2 separate regions of the Mus musculus genome follow, and region 2 is linked to region 1. The links are chromatin contacts, called in public promoter capture Hi-C maps. All regions are on one chromosome and are shown on one strand. Each heading gives the region's core, a stretch centred on a gene start, on an enhancer-like site or on the middle of the called end of the contact. The rest is flanking DNA. Distances are from core to core; before and after follow the strand shown.

Evidence for each region. Promoter capture Hi-C pulls out the DNA fragments that hold promoters and counts their contacts.
Region 2: a promoter capture Hi-C map of pre-B cells shows a contact between it and region 1, with 2.8 times the contacts expected there. The contact joins the promoter of Nmd3 here to the enhancer-like site in region 1. A contact is called at or near these places in 1 of 39 promoter capture datasets (pre-B cells) and 2 of 115 datasets of contacts at active chromatin or transcription factors (bone marrow-derived macrophages and pancreatic cancer cells).

The regions. Positions count from the first base shown.
Region 1 is chr3:68,672,382-68,680,322 of GRCm38.p6, reverse strand. No RefSeq gene overlaps it. Among named protein-coding and RNA genes, the nearest start is that of Il12a, 15 kb to the left of the region's middle. Within about 2 kb of position 3,387, at least 223 of the 459 cell types and tissues checked have an H3K27ac peak or open chromatin away from gene starts, as enhancers often do. A contact at or near this core is called in bone marrow-derived macrophages, pancreatic cancer cells and pre-B cells, where this site is marked.
Region 2 is chr3:69,716,980-69,724,920 of GRCm38.p6, reverse strand. Nmd3 (NMD3 ribosome export adaptor) reads right to left here and starts at 2,866. Exons shown (of 16, transcript NM_133787.2): 1 at 2,799-2,866; 2 at 2,455-2,512; 3 at 530-664. The coding sequence starts at 2,498. It also overlaps the pseudogene Rpl32-ps.

The DNA of each region.
Region 1 (7,941 bases), core at 2,138-4,637:
CTGGGCCTCTCACTCCTTTTATACTCTCTCTCATCCACGCACTGCAGGCCATGCCCCCTCGCCAGTCACGAGGCTTCAGCTAATCAGGGCAGCAGGGGCAAATCTCCACCAAATTGGATTCACCTGTATCCTGGTACACCTGCGCAGCACTCAAGATGTTTGTGTCTTATATGAGGAAGTCAGGTGCAAGTCATATGACTTAGCTGCAGTCCCTGGCGCCTTTGGGACTGCCGCCACACCCGCTCCCCACACATTCCTGCCCAGAAAAAGAAAAGAAAAACCAGAGAGATTAATCCCCGTGAAGAGTCAGAGGAACAAAGCAATAGAAAACCTCACTGACTGGTTCACAGGAACTAAGGCACACAGAAGGGAAGTTCGTTTCTGAGCCAGTCAAGACTGATAGTGGCTCTGTGTGTAGCTTAGCAATTCCTCATGTAGAGGTGGCTGGAAGAGCAGTTGTGCACACCGGAGGTGGTGGAGGGCTTTCCCTTCTCAAATCACGTTCTCTGAACACATGGTTGGAGTTACTATCACTATGAAGCATTTAAACCAACAGTATTGGTGTGCACTGGGTTCTGAAATGTCATGCTCAATTTGATGCTAAAGATGGGGCAGTTGCCTCCTGGTTGAACTATCTAAAGCTGGATAGAGACCTTCAGAAGTTGCAGGGAAAGCACAGAGGGTTCTGTGATTCACTTATAACATTGCTGAGGCAGCCGCTGGGACCATATCATAGACCAACAGCAAGAGGATAGGGCTACCATGGAGCTAGGTGCAGGTGGTCTGTGCTCCGGATCTACGGAGGTTATGATGCTATGGTGGCTATATATGGGAATGATAACTTTGATGATGGAGTGAGGAGTGAGCTCTATGATCTGTCAAGACACAGTGCTGTGGCTGGTGATGCAAGCTTGGGTTTCTGTGGTGGTTACTTTGTTCCTACGAGAGGACTGTCTCTTTTGTGCAACTGAAAATAGCCATTGCTGATTCTCAGCACTGAATCCCACTGAACTCATGCAGGTTTTGGAGCTGACGACAGAGTATCAGGAGAAGCAGATGTAGACCCCATAGCCCACGAGGATGCTGCCTGCCATGTGCAAAGATAAGATGCTGCTTCCACGAGTCTTCTTGGTTTGGATCTTGGAGGTGTCTCTGTAACTGTAGGTTCTTTAATGAAAATGGAGAAGGAATAGGTCATAGGGAAGGATATGTGTGTTTAAGAGGGGGAGTGGACGTGATCTGAGAATCTCAGTGAGAGCTGCCTGTGGTCATTGTCAGAAGCCAACATAACCACCTCCCAACCTAACTCCCCCTAGGCACCCCACCCTCCCTGCATGCAGCTGTCCTTGCTAACCCTCAATGTTATTTTACTGTAAATTCTCCCTCTCTGTCGTGTGTAGATTGTGTACGTCATTATGTCCCTGGTTTTTATAACTATGGTGTGATCAATAAGGATTCCTGTAATGCTGCTTTAAAAGTGCTGCTCAGAGGGTGGCCTCTATTATAGGACACCTGTACACTCTGATGCACTAAGTCAATAAAGGCACAACTGAAAAAAAAAAAAGGTGGAGAGTGGAGAGCCATTAGGGTAGTGGCTACATTACTCCTGATAGCTTGGGTGGCTACGGGAATGGTTGGTAGAGGTGGGGTGGGGGTGGGGAGGAAGAGTCAGTGGGGTAGGTGGGAGTGGCAGTTACTGTGAGTGAGGTAGCATGGGTAAAGGTGGAGTGCTGTGGGTGTACTGAAAGCAAAGTCACCAACATGCCATTCCCTCGACTGCCTCTGGACTCTCTGACTTTCTGCAGATTTCATTTTGTATTTTAAGAATTTTATAATGATCGAAGGGATATGCTTTCAAAGTATTATTTAGGTAGGTCAAACAAGTCCAGGGGTGCAGACCTGTAATCAAAACTGCTCAGGAACAAAATCCCTGGCATGGAGTTGGGGGAGGGGAGAGGGGCACAGAGTCTCGGCACTAGGGAGAGAGGTGTTGACCTCTGACAGTTGCAGGGAGAGAAAGACTCTGTTGATTTTTAAGGCTGTGGCCCCCCACAGGTCAACCCCACTCTAGGCAGGCCACTACCAAGGGACTACACAAACTAGACTCAACAGTTAAAAAGTAGAGGAGGGGAGGTGCATCTAGGAGGAGGGGGTGAATATGACCAAAATATATTGTACAAAATTCTCAAAGAATTAATAAAAATATTTAAAAACTCCAAAAATAAAATAATTCCCAGGATGGATGGGGTAAATTTTATATCACAGCAGAACATATGCTAATATCTTACAAACTAACTTTCATGAGAGATGATACAAGATTTCCAGACCTTGGCATGGATCTGAGATTAAAGACAGAGGCAGATTGGAGCCCCTATGTGCAAGCCCAGTGGAGGGAGGCAGAGACAGGAGAATCCTGGAACCACAACGACCAATCTGGAGAGTTTGTCACACAAATTACTCAGTGAAATTTATCAATAACACAGACAAAGTAATTAAGAACATGAGGACCCCAGTAGGCCAATGAGAAAAATCATTAACAGACAACTCACTGAAGAAAGCTATAGTTAATAACTATGTTAAAAAGATATGAGACGGCTCAACCAAATACAGGTACATGAAATAAATCCTTTTAGGTTGACAAAGGTATGAAAGGGAATTCATAATGAAACTGTTTCTGAAAATAAATTTGACAAAGTTTATCAAGAATCTGAACTTTCTGGAGCCGTTGACCCCGATAAAGCCAGGAATATACCTTAAAGAATTTCAGAAATGCAAAAGACAAAAATTGTAATAACAAAATAAATGCCAAAGTATGGGCAGGTCTCTCATTAGAGAAGCTTAAATGTGGTTAGCATTTACAGAATATAATACAGCCTTATGATTAAGTTTACAAAGAGCTTTGTCAAAATAACCTATGAACATTAAAAATAAAATAAAAGCAAGTGACTTAAAGCTATTGTGGGAGGAGGCTTAAGGTGCTGCAAGCTCGCTTAGACCTGAAACAGCTTAGGAACAGGGAAGTTGGAGAGGGACGGCATAGGAAGTGGAGAGAATCAGCCAAAACGTTGCCAGTAACTGTCACGGAGTCACGGCTGTGGCCACAGCTGAGTTTGAAGATCACTGTGTGCAACATCCTGTCGCGGTACCAGGAGATAAACGCGGGGCCTGTGTGAGGGTTGGCGGTCTGCTTCCGTGGAGACCCACTTGACAGAAGTCTGAGTTTCCCCCTCAGCATCTCTCCGCAGCCTAAGAATAGCAGAAGCCGAGAAAAATGAGTGTTGGATAAACTCAAGTTTGGAACTGGGCAGAAGGAGGTGGGAGGGAGTCAGGGTAAGGAAGGCAGCTGGAGTGCCTGCTTGAGCAATGAGTCACTCAACGGAAAGCCACCAAACATGTGTACTGGGTGCCAGGCACTGGCTCCTCTGCACCTGGGGCGGGGCGTGGGGGGCGGGGGGCGGTATCAGGGACTCAAAAACACTTGGGGGAAAGGACGGGGTGGGGGTGGGGGGAAGGCTGAGAGCAAGACACGAACTACATAATAAGCTGAATATGATTGTGTGATTGGAAACGAAGGAAATGGCAGAGCTTGGAAGCCCCAAACTGCAAATATTTATTTTAAATTTGCTCCCCTTTCTTCCTTAACTATTTTTGCATTATTTGAATTATATCTGATCACATGCGTACAGAGGCACAGACTCCCTGCTTTGAGTTCTGAACAAGCTCTGGGTGGGCATAGCAAAAAAAGACAGATTTTATAAGCGGGAATTGCTTGATGAACTATTTATAAAGATAACTGCTTGGCACGTGTGCACAAGGCTGCCTTCTTTAGAGGGTTAAGGGCGTATCTGAGAGATCGGGCACTGATTTAGCACACATTAAAAACCTTGGATTTGCTCACCATAACTGGCACCCCTCAAATTAACAACATAAGTCAGTGTAGACTTGTGCAAATATGGCGATTTGCAACTTACTCGGAGAATATCAGCCAACCAAAATGAAATGCACTGGGGTGGGGGGAGGGGAGCAGGGCGGTGGGGAGACAGAGGGTGAGCATCAGGTCACTCGGGACTGCTAAGTCTTTTCTGTATTTGTTTCTACCTTGTTTACTTTTGAAATGGCCAAGGACAGCTGGACACCCTAGCTCATGCCAGGAGTCCCAGTGTGAAGGCTGAGAGAGGAGGATTTTGAGTTCAAGGATAGCTGGCCTAAGGAAACAACAAAATTTAAAAAGCAAACAAAAGGCCAAAGAGTTTGTGACTTGATTCATTCACCAAAGCTGGTCTAAGTATAGTCCGGGTAGAAAGGGAGGCATTACAGGGGGCAAAGGTACCTAAAGGTTACTTACTACCCCCAGGATACAATAAGAAGGCATGAAGGTACACTCTACATAGCTCATACCAAAGAAATAAAAGAAAGCTTAAGAAATCCAGGACACAGAGAAACACTGTCTCGAAAAACCAAAAACCAAACCAAACCAAACCAAACCAAACCAAACCAAACCAAACCAACAACAAAAACAACAAAAAAACATCAACAACTAAAAAGCAAAACAGCAACACCGAGGTAAGAGGCTGGCGAGATGGTGCAGCAGTTAAGAGCACTGGCTGCTCTTACAGAGAAGCCGGCTTATTTCCCAGCATCCACTGCGGCTCCTACATCAGACACAGAGCCCCAGAGTCTGAATTTTACCGATATGGATGTGCGACTTCCACCTTTCAAGGATATTCCATTTGCTTGCCAAGGAGTCGGTACAAACACCTTGTGAACAGTGTCCCAGCATGTCTCTGTGAACCCCAAAATGGGTCAGGAAGGCATTAAACAGAAGTGGGTTGTCCCTAGATGATATGTAAGAACACTAGCATAAAAAGCTTTTATGGTCTGTCTCAATTATTTAATCTCTGCCAGTTCAGATGAGCGTCCTCTGCCTCTGTGCTAATCCACACCGACATGTGAAGTGAGGCAAGCTATTCCCGTAGCATTCAGGAACGGAAATAGAGGTGTCAGAGGAACTTGGGAAGCAGAAATGAAGAAATGACGTCCATATAATAGCTGCTGTTTAAAAATATACTGTGAAAACTGCCAACAGGGCTGTGCATAGATGCAGCAGGTCTGGAGAAGTGCTGGCCATTTTGAGCCATTTTCTCTGATGGTTACAAACAGCTTCAACCACAGAGGCTGTGTCTATAGATATTTTCTGAGACTGATTCTCTAAGTTGCACTCTAAAAGTAATCACAAAGGTATGTGTTTTCCTTATTGGAAGGAACCTTAAAGGGCTTCATTTCCAAACCCTTTGTTCAATGGAGGTAGTAACGTAATATGACCCAGAGTGGAGAGGTGACCTGCTAAAGTCAAGTTAATGATTTATGTCAAGAGCCAGAAGAGATCTGGGGCCCTCAACTCCCACCAGAGTCCTTTCTCTTGCTCTGCAAGGCCTTGATTAATAAACTACCTGCTTCCTGAAAACTAACCTGCAGGGGTCATTCTTATATGGTGCTCGGGACACTTCCATCCTCAGAAGTATAGCTTGTCTTTCTTGGGGAAACCCAGACTTTTGGGGTCATACACACATAGCCATGTTCTGTGTTTTTGAGGAAGGGATGAGGGTGATTTTGAGTTTCATGTGTGCAAGTGTGTATGTGTGTGTGTAGTGTGTTCCTTTCTTTAAAAAAATTATTTGTTCTTCTATAATGAGCCTGTTATTGCTTGTGTCTTCAAAAAAACTAAACCATTTTAAGAAATATTATAGGGTCCAGATTATAAACAGGTGTCATACTCATATGGGCAAGGCAAACACTCTACCAAGTATGTGTGTGTGTGTGTGTGTGTGTGTGTGTGTGTGTATGTATGTATGTGTGTGTATGTATGTGCATGTATATGTGTATATATATGTGTGTGTGTGTTTGTGTGTGTATATATATATATATATATATATATATATATATATATATATTTAAAAAGCACCAAGATAGATATTTTTCTTTTAAACAAAGTTGTATTATGTAATTCTGGTTGGCTCAGAACTTGCTATGTAAATCAGACTGACCTCAGACTCTTATGATGGCACACCTGTCTCTTCTTCATGTGCTAGAATTAAAGGCAACTCAGTGTTGATTTAACTTTAAACACGTGCTGCTTTCTTTGTTCTTATCTCTTCCCACAGCTCAGCTCTCTCCTTGGAAATGACTCTACTGTGAAAAGTATAGTCTTCTGAATTCATTTTCACACAGATGTTATGATGGGAAAATTTCTCAGGTTTTTTAAAAAAATGGATTACTTTTTCTTCTTTCTTAAAGGATATGTTTGTTGGGTATAAAATTTGAGGTGGCTCTAATCTTCTTTCAGTCTATTGATGGCATCCTCATCAGTAGACTGAAATCCTTTGTCATGATTTCTGTTGTGCTTGTTAAGAGGTTAACAGGTACTAGATAACAGGCAGCTAGTTTGGGTTTTTGAATCATGGATTAGTATCATTGGCTAGTTTTGAAACCCTCTCAGCCATTATCTCTTCAGATAGTGTCTTAGTCAGGGTTTCTATTCCTGGACAAAATATCATGACCAAGAAGCAAGTTGGGGAGGAAAGGATTTATTCAGCTTATACTTCCATACTGCTGTTGATCACCAAAGGATGTCAGGACTGGAACTCAAGCAGGTCAGGAAGCAGAAGCTGATGCAGAGGCCATGGAGGGATGCTCTTTACTGGCTTGCTTTCCCTGGCTTGCTCAGCCTGCTGTCTTATAGAACCAAGACTACCAGCCCAGAGTTGGCACCACCCACAAGGGGCCTTCCACCCTTGATCACTAATTGAGAAAATGCCTTACAGCTGGATCTCGTGGAGGCATTTCCCCAAATGAAGCTCCTTTCTCTGTGATAACTCCAGCCTGTGTCAAGTTGACACAAAACTAGCCAGTATAGATAGTGTTTCATTATATGTGGTTCTTTTTGTCACAGATTAAATGTGTGGTAGACCTTCAAATATATCTTCTATATTTTTTATCCTTTTCTCTTGATTTCAATTTTTTGTGTTTCTGTGCTGCACTGTGGATATATATATATATATATATGTGTGTGTGTGTGTGTGTGTGTGTGTGTGTGTGTGTGTATTCCATATTCTAGTTCATTAGTTTTTTCATCAGCTATCTCTGGGAAGATTCAATTTTCAGCACCCACATGGCAGCTCACAACTGTCTGCAACTCCATTTCCAGTGGAGCCAACACCCTCTTCTGACCTCCACGAGTACCAGACAAGCATGTGGTGCACATACATACATGCAGATGAAAAACACCCATACACATAAAAAATAAAAAGAAAATAAATAAAGAATATAAATGATTAGAAGATTAAATGGTCTCTGACTTCCAGAGAACAAAAATGAAATGTCCAGAGATGTAAATTTAGTCAGACTTGGAGGCTGGGGCCATTGGGCACTGGCATTCCTGGGACTCCAGTAGAACATCGAGGAAATTTTGCCGTCGTGATCCTGGAGCTCCCTGCCAAGAGGCCTGGGAAGCAGCTCTAGTTCTACAGTGATCATTGCTGGAAATATTTGCTGGGCACTGAGGCTTGGGATCTTGATTGTCTTCTTTATCACTCTGGATACAGTTGGCTGAAGCAATTGGTTACAGAGTGGTCATTTTCTACTTTAAATGGCTGTAGAAGTTTGTAGTTGTAGAAGAGCTTTATGACACATCATTTGTGGCCATGGCACCCAAAAGAGAGTTGAGAGTTCATTTGGTCCTGTGGCAGCGAGTGGCAGGAGAGGAAAAACGGTCATCCAGTGGCCTAACAATGAAGATGAGGGAGACTCTGCTTACAAATCAGTGTCTTCACTCCAGGGAGCTGAGGTAGGAATAATGAGGGAGCGAAGGAAGGAGGCTAATTAAAATGGGGAACTATTTATGTCTTTTCTGGGAAGGAGGGAAGATCTTTCAGGAACTAAGGT
Region 2 (7,941 bases), core at 1,617-4,116, 1.0 Mb before region 1:
ACTGTAAACTCCCTAAAATAGTACACTAAATTCATGGGCTTATTTATATATGTGCAGAGATTTGGGGAAATACATTTTGAATTCTTACAGAGGTCCACAGACAATTTCCACATACACAAAGCAAATGCTAAACCTATCTGGGAAGTCACAGGCATATAATTTTTATATTCACTGACAAGGTTTAAGTCTCTCACTAGACATATGGATAGATGTAAACAGATGTAGCCAACAACTAAAGGAACGAAACTGAAGAAAGAATGCATCAGCTCTCAGAAGGCGTCTTCTACTGTCAGATTCAGTATCTCACTTTTATACAAATATTTTTTCTATCCTTACCAGATTAGTAGGACAGTAGAAAGCACAGCATAAAACTGCAAATTATTATATCCTTGGTAACATCAACTAGGTAAAAATTAACACTCAACAGCACGTTTCATTCCGTATACTTCAGAGTAATCTCAGCATAACACAGTGGCTCTCTGTATGAAGACCAACTTAAGGAAGCTAAACAAGTAGTAATGTACTGTACCTCTGACACTGTTTGCAGAAAGAAATGGAGACCTGCTTTGGAACACCTTGGCTGATGTCAACTTTACTTCGTAAACAGGCCACACAAATATTGGCAGGATTTGGACTAATTGGGACACCACATTCACAGCACAAGCTTGAGAAAATAAAGCAGATTTTTTCCAATTAGATTTTATACATTTACTAGTCAAAAACAAAACAAAACAAACAAACAAAAAACCCCTACCAAGCCAAAGCCTTCAAGATTCTACTGTTTAAAGTGGGGGAGGAGACACTTAATGGGTCAAAGTGCTTCCAGCTCTTATAGCAAACTGGGGTCAATTTTCAGCACACAAGAGGCAGCTCACAACCATCTGTAACTCTAGTTCCAGGAGAGTCTACCACTCTTCTGATGTCCATGGCCTCTTACATGCACTTAGCACACACACATACACTCACGAATAAAATAAGTTGATTTGTTTTTAAAAGACAAGTGGGGTGTGGGGGGAAATCTTTTTCGTCTTAACAACCAGGAAGCAGGGCACACAGATCTGTGAGTCTCACGCCAGCCAGAGCTTCATGAGAGTCTGTCTCGAAGAGGGGAAAAAGGCAATCTTAAAGACAGAGTGAAGAAGAATCCTGAAACATCGGCAAAAATCAAAGGGCCATAATTCTGAAAATGCTTAAAGAGGGCACTGTGCGACTTTGTCATGCTAATGAACTTCATGCAATGATAGAAATGTCCTAGTCCCTCATCTCTTCTTTAAAATTGGAAAACTAAGAAAAAAAGAAATTAGCAATGCAAATAGTCTAACAACAATAGCAAACACTAATGTGCACATAAATTCAACAATATAAACAAAAGACAGCCAAGTGTGATGGTGCAGACCTTTACCCAGCACTTGCGAGGCAGAGGCAGAGGCAGACAGATCTCTCTATGAGTTCCTGGTAAGCAGGACTTAACATGGTAAGACTGTCTCAAAAGCAAAAATAAACAACAAAGAGAAACAAACAATATATGTAAGATCCGTTTCTCGTTTCTCTTGCATCTGACTCGGCTAGTGGGTGCCCCCTTTGTTCTGAGCATCTACAATGCGTAGATGCGAACAGGCCCCCTTTACAGGGACCCACAATGAACAGTAAAGGAAAATGTACGTATTCCATGAAAACAGAAAGGAGATTATTAAGGAAAGGAAAGGGACCTGTGAGGGGGTAGGAGGGTTAAGGAAGATCAATGGTAGGGTAAATATGAACGCTGTACAATGTTAAATATGCGGACCCTCCTATATACATGAAAATATAATGAAACCCTGTATTTTATGTTACAAAGTAATTTTTAAAAGGAGAAATAGACAAAAATACAGGACAAGAAGAGCACCTATGCCTACCGATGCTCTAAGCTACAGGAGTATAACTCTATAGTGTACTGGAGGCAGAAAAATTTTGTGAAGCAGGCCTGACATAATCGCAGCACTTGGGAGGCTAAGGCTGAAGGGACAAGGCTCTCAAGGTCAGCCGTGGCTACAGAGTGAATTCCAGGGCCAATCTAACAGGACTGGCTCCATCGAAAGTAAGATTTCAACGAAACAGCAGAAAAAGTCTGTGAACCTCCGCCACCGTGGCCCACGGCTGCCCAAAGAAAACTAAGATAATCTTCCAGTGGTGGCCACTAGCTGCACGTGAGCACCGCATACCATGTGGCTAGCACGACAGAGGAGCCGGGTGACAACCGTACACGTCCACTCGTGCCCCTCTAGGAGGACGTCTTCTCAAAGCACTCATTTTTTTCTACACCGGACTTAAAATGGGGTAGACTTCCTATGCGATCAAGACCCAACCGTTTTCTCCCACCGAGAAAAGGACCTCTCCTGCTAGCGTTAACCGTTTTCTCGGTATTTTACGATCTGCAGACGCCAAGGGATCGATCAGGGCGGGCTCGCAACTCACATGTGTCCCGGGCTGTGCTCAATGGACTCTGCCATGTACTCCATGGTTCGCGCGCGACCTATCAAGGGGAGGGAAGGACCGGTGAGACTTGGATCCATCAGGTCGAGTCTCCTGAGTTCGGGGACAGCCATGCGTGCGGCACACAAGCCCGGGGGTCGCGAGCCGCCGCCCAGCACGGCCCTTCCGCCCTCCTCCGCGCCGCGGCTCCGCATGCGGCCGGCCTCGGCCCCACACCCACGCCCCGGCGCCCGTGCGGGCCGCTCGCAGCCCGGGTACAGGGCCCGGCTCGCTCCCTCGTCTGGCCGCTGTTGGCGCAGGAGCCGGGTCTCCCACCCAGAACCTACCAGCAGCTCCGTGACAGGGCGAAATACACCCACAGCGGGCAACCCGCCGGCCAGGACGCACTACCGGCTACCTCAGCCGCGCTACACACCTACGAAGATCTCGCGATAGGAGAACCGGAAATCCCGCGTGCTGAAGGGTGCGGGAGAAGGGGACGGGTGGGCGGGGTCAAAGAATACACGTGTAGCAAGGGGCGGGGCCTATGGAGTGAGTGGGTGGGGATACGGGAGACCGGGCGAGCTGAGCAGGCTCGGGACAGTGATTACAACAGTTTGGTGTCTGTGATAGGCTCACCGTTCCACCCGCCCCCGTATCTTTAAAATGCACTTCTCAGCTCCTGGGGAGAGGGCTCAGCAGTTAAAAGCAGTTGTTCTTACAAAGGACCTGGGTTCAATTCCCAGCACTCACAGGGTGGGCTCACTGACGTCTAGAGTTCCATTTGGAGAGGATCTGCCGCCCTCTTAACTCTGAGGCCACCAACCACAAACTTGGTGCATATATATTCATGCGGGCCAAACACTCAAATACATAAAATACATGGATCTTTCTAAAGAAACATGGCCACTGTAAATATCACCATGGACAACTTAAGAGTATCGAATCGCTGTTTACTAAACAGTTGATGCAAAAAGAAAAAGAAAAGAAAGAAAAACTGAAAACTCTCTATTATATTGCAAACACTGTACTTTTAATAGTAAGCAGAAAATATAAAATGTTTTTCATTAAAGAAAAGTATTATTCTTAAAGAAATCATCTGAAACATATTTTTCTCAGAAGTGGATCCACAAAATAGATGAAAACAGGTAAATCCGCAACTGTAACCGAAACTGATGTCAAAAGGAAGACCCTAGCATTTCTAAGGTCCGAAGAGGTGTCAGACGCCCCGGAGCTGGAGTTACAGGTGGTTTGAAACTGCCCAACACAGAGGCTGAGAACCAAGCTCTTCTGGTCCTGGGAGAGAGTAGCAGATGTTCTTAACTGCTGAGCCACCACCTTTCCAGCTCCACACAATCATCTGTGTTTTATAAGACATTTATAATGAACATGGAAATGTAACTACAGTATAAACTTTAGTTACTTGTTTTTTAAAGATATGCCTAATTTCTACTAAAACAGACAAGGGTGTTTATGTTCTCCACTTTTAATAGAGTGTTGGAAGTTTTTAGCTAGGGCTGTAAGACAAGGGAAATAATAAAGGGAATACAAATAAGAAAGGGAGAAACCAAAATATTCTTATTTGCAGATGCTATGATTCTATACATGAGAGTCCTAAGAACTCCAATAGAAGCCTTAGCGTTGGAGGCTGGGGAGATGGCTGAGTCAGTAAGGTGCTTGCCATGCAGGCTCGAGGATCTGAGTTGGATACCCAGCACCTGCATAAAGAGGGGAAAGTGGTCTGAAGAGATGGCTCAGTAGTCCATACTATTATTCTTGCAAAACACTAGAGTTCAGTACCCAGCATCCGTATTATCATCTTTGAATGGCTTATAACTTCAACTCCAGGGGGATGCCTCTATCTTCTGTGGGCTCCTGCACTCATATTAACCGTCGGCACTATTCAGGTAAATGAGGCAAAGAATTTTTCTTACTAAGCCTGCCTTTAGCCAAGTGGCATATCTAGAGGATCACACTATTCCAATTTAGGCTAATGACTCTAATTGGACTCCAGGACCCTATGACAGTAGAGGGTCTTTGTTCCCCAATGAAGAGGGTTTAAATTTGAATTCATCTTATCAAATAGAAGTGGGAGGATTTCCTTTTTGGATTGGGCATGAAGTTCATATTTGAAAGTTATAGCTAAGGGGCAGTTATTTATTATTCATAAATGAACAAATATGAAGGACCCAAGAACCTATTCATTTGAATAGGGGAGGGGTTTGAAGAAAATATTACTAATAGTCTTTCCATTCCACCTCATTCTCCTCCTCGCCACACTCCTGTAGTCTTGGAGGTAAGTGTCTGGGAACAATGAAGAGGATCAGAGCTGTGAGCTGTGAGTAATTCTTGCTGTGGTAACTTCATACCTTGGTGCCTACAGGCTCTGCTTGCACCAAAGGTGCAGAAAGACACAGAATTAAGATAGTTCTATAATCAGCCAGGCGGTGGTGGTGCACGCCTTTAATCCCAGCACTTGGGAGGCAGGGGCAGGTGGATTTCTGAGTTCGAGGCCAGCCTGGTCTACAGAGTGAGTTCCAGGACAGCCAAGGCTACACAGAGAAACCATATCTAACAAAACCAAAACAAACAAACAAAAAAAAAAAAACAAAAAAAGATAGTTCTATAATAATAATACCATCACCCACCCATAGCAACGAATCTACGGTTAGTATGACGTGGAAGCATATGGTACCTCCTCTCTTCATATGGAGAGAGGAACTACTCACAACCATCTTTGGGATTAATCATCGTGTAACATTTGGGCCTGGGAAAGGAATATATAGAAAACTACTTCTAACAATAGGACTATGTTCTCTCTTATTTAAAAAAAAAAAAATGTACCTCATCTTGTGGCTGTTGGCAGGCAAGTTAGCTGGCCCCACCACCGCTGGCTGCATCACTCGAGAGAGCAGGCCCCACACCTGCCTTGCCTGGGCAGCACAGTAGAGCTGGCCCTGGTGGCGTGAGCATGGGAGAATCAGCTGAAAGGTGGGGAGCTGGCCCCATGTCTTGCCCACTGCCACAAGCAAGAGAGCTGGCCCTGTCCCTCACCTGAGCAAAGCAGGAGAGCTGGCCCTAATGGCATGGGTGCAGGAGAACTGGAGGGCTAACCAATTCAACTTCTACCTAGACCCAGATCCAGGGCTTTTGAGTTGGCCCACCCCAACATCTACCCCAGATATGAACTGCTGGAGCTCATGAAGGGGCTAGTCCAACCAATCCAAAGCTGCAGGTTCTCCATGACTCAGGGCAACAACAGTATATCCAAGGGGAGTCCCAGTGAGAATCCAGAATCCATAGTGTAGCAGAAGCCAGAGACCTTGAACCAGACCAATGACTCATTGCAAAGAGCATTTGCAAAGAAGTGTGGAAAAAAGGACATACTGTGTGACACACTGTGGCACACTGCAGTTAGCACAGTAAGAATTCTTTTTTTTAATTTTATTTTGATTTTTTGATTTTTTGATTTTTTGAGACAGGGTTTCTCTGTGTAATCCTGGCTGTCCTGGAACTCAGTCTGTAGATTAGATTGGCCTCGAACTCAGAAATCCGCCTGCCTCTGCCTCCCAAGTGCTGGGATTAAAGGCGTGCACCACCACTGCCCAGTTGTGAGATGCTTTTTACTTTATTTCTTTTTGCATTTTTCTATTTAATTTATGCATGTATGTATGTATGTATTTGTTTTGTTTTCTCTTGGGCGGGGGTGATGCAAGGACCGAGGGCAGATATGAAGGAGACAGGGACATGAGTGAGATTGCAGTGCATGACATGAGATTCACAAAGAGTCAGTCAATAGTTTTAAAAACATGTGTCTCATAATATTATGGCGTCTGTTTGTCTTCCTTATTTGTTTATGATTGTCAAAACTACTCGGAATCGGTCTGAAGGATACGTGTCTTATTCCAAACGTTCTTCATTCCTGTTAATTTGAGCTTCAGAGAATTTACGTACTCTAAGCCCAGACTGGTGTTTGGATGCCTGTAGAGATGGCTCGTGCCTGGGAAGAATCTCACTCCATGTCTTCACGTTATCATATGTTGGGTCAAAAGAAAAAAAGGATTGAAGAATGGTTGGGCTAATTGTTGCCCTTGTGTTGGGAGTTGTGGTCTTTGCCGCTGCTGCTGCTGCTGCTGCTGCTGCTGCTGCTGCTGCTGCTGCTGCTGCTGCTGCTGCTAACGTAGCCGTGTGTCGACACATCCAAACTGTGCCTTATAGTTTAGAATGGCATTCTGACTCAGAGAAACTGTGAAACATTCAAAGACATATAGACTCCGTGCTGAAATCGCTGATTTAGAATCAACTGTGGTTATGTTAGCAGTTAGTTTACAAGGACAGTTCTCATTAAGATGTGATTGGAATGTGACTCAAGTCTGTGTACTGCAGTGAGGCCTTGTTCCCTTGGGATTAGGTCAGAAAACATTTAATAATTCATGGTAACTCAAGAAATACTGAAATTATGGTCAGATATTAATCACATGTTTGCAGAACAAGTACATACACTAACAGCTAATGGATTATTGGAAAATATCCATGACAGATTGGGAAAGTTAAATTTAATTTAACAATTTAGTATTTCAAGCTCCTTCTGTGATGCAATGTTTATATTGATTGTTCGCTTGGTTTTGTTATTTTTAATGGCCAGGAGGAAAAACTCCTGACATTAAGAAAATACTCAATATCAGGCAGCTGTATTCAACACTATGTTACAAAATATGACTAAACAAAAGGGGGAGACAAAGGAGCTCTGCGGAACTGATGCCAGGCATCTCTTGCAAACAAGAGGGTACTTGCAGAATTTTGGCAGAGAGCTGCTTTCACGGTCCAACAAGTATTTCCTTGGCCAGGCTTAGCGTTCTTCGAGTTTATCTTCTAGGGGGAAAAAATCAACTAGCAACATATAAAAAGGTCTTATTTGTCCAGGAAAAAAAAAGGAAGCAACATTATAGATTGACTCTTGCATAGTATGTATTTTGGAATCCGAGTAATGCAACAGTATAATGTGGTTAAGAACAAAGACTCTGGCTCCCTCCTCGGCACTGCCTACGAGGTGGCTACCTTCTGTTATGCAGCATCATGGCTGCCCTCCGGCCTCTGGTGAAGCCCAAGATCGTCAAAAAGAGGACCAAAAAGTTCATCAGACACCAGTCAGACCGATATGTGAAAATTAAGTGGAACTGGAGGAAACCCAGAGGCATCGACAACAGGGTGCGGAGAAGGTTCAAGGGCCAGATCCTGATGCCCAACATCGGTTACAGGAGCAACAAGAAAACCAAGCACACGCTGTCTAGTGGCTTCCGCAAGTTCCTGGTCCACAATATCAAGGAGCCGGAGGTGCTGTTGATGTGCAACAAATCTTACCGTGCTGAGATTGCTCACAACGTGTCCTCTAAGAACCGAAAAGCCATTGTAGAAAGAGCAGCACAGCTGGCCATCAGAGTCACCAATCCCAACACCAGGCTACACAGCGAAGAAAATGAATAGATGGCT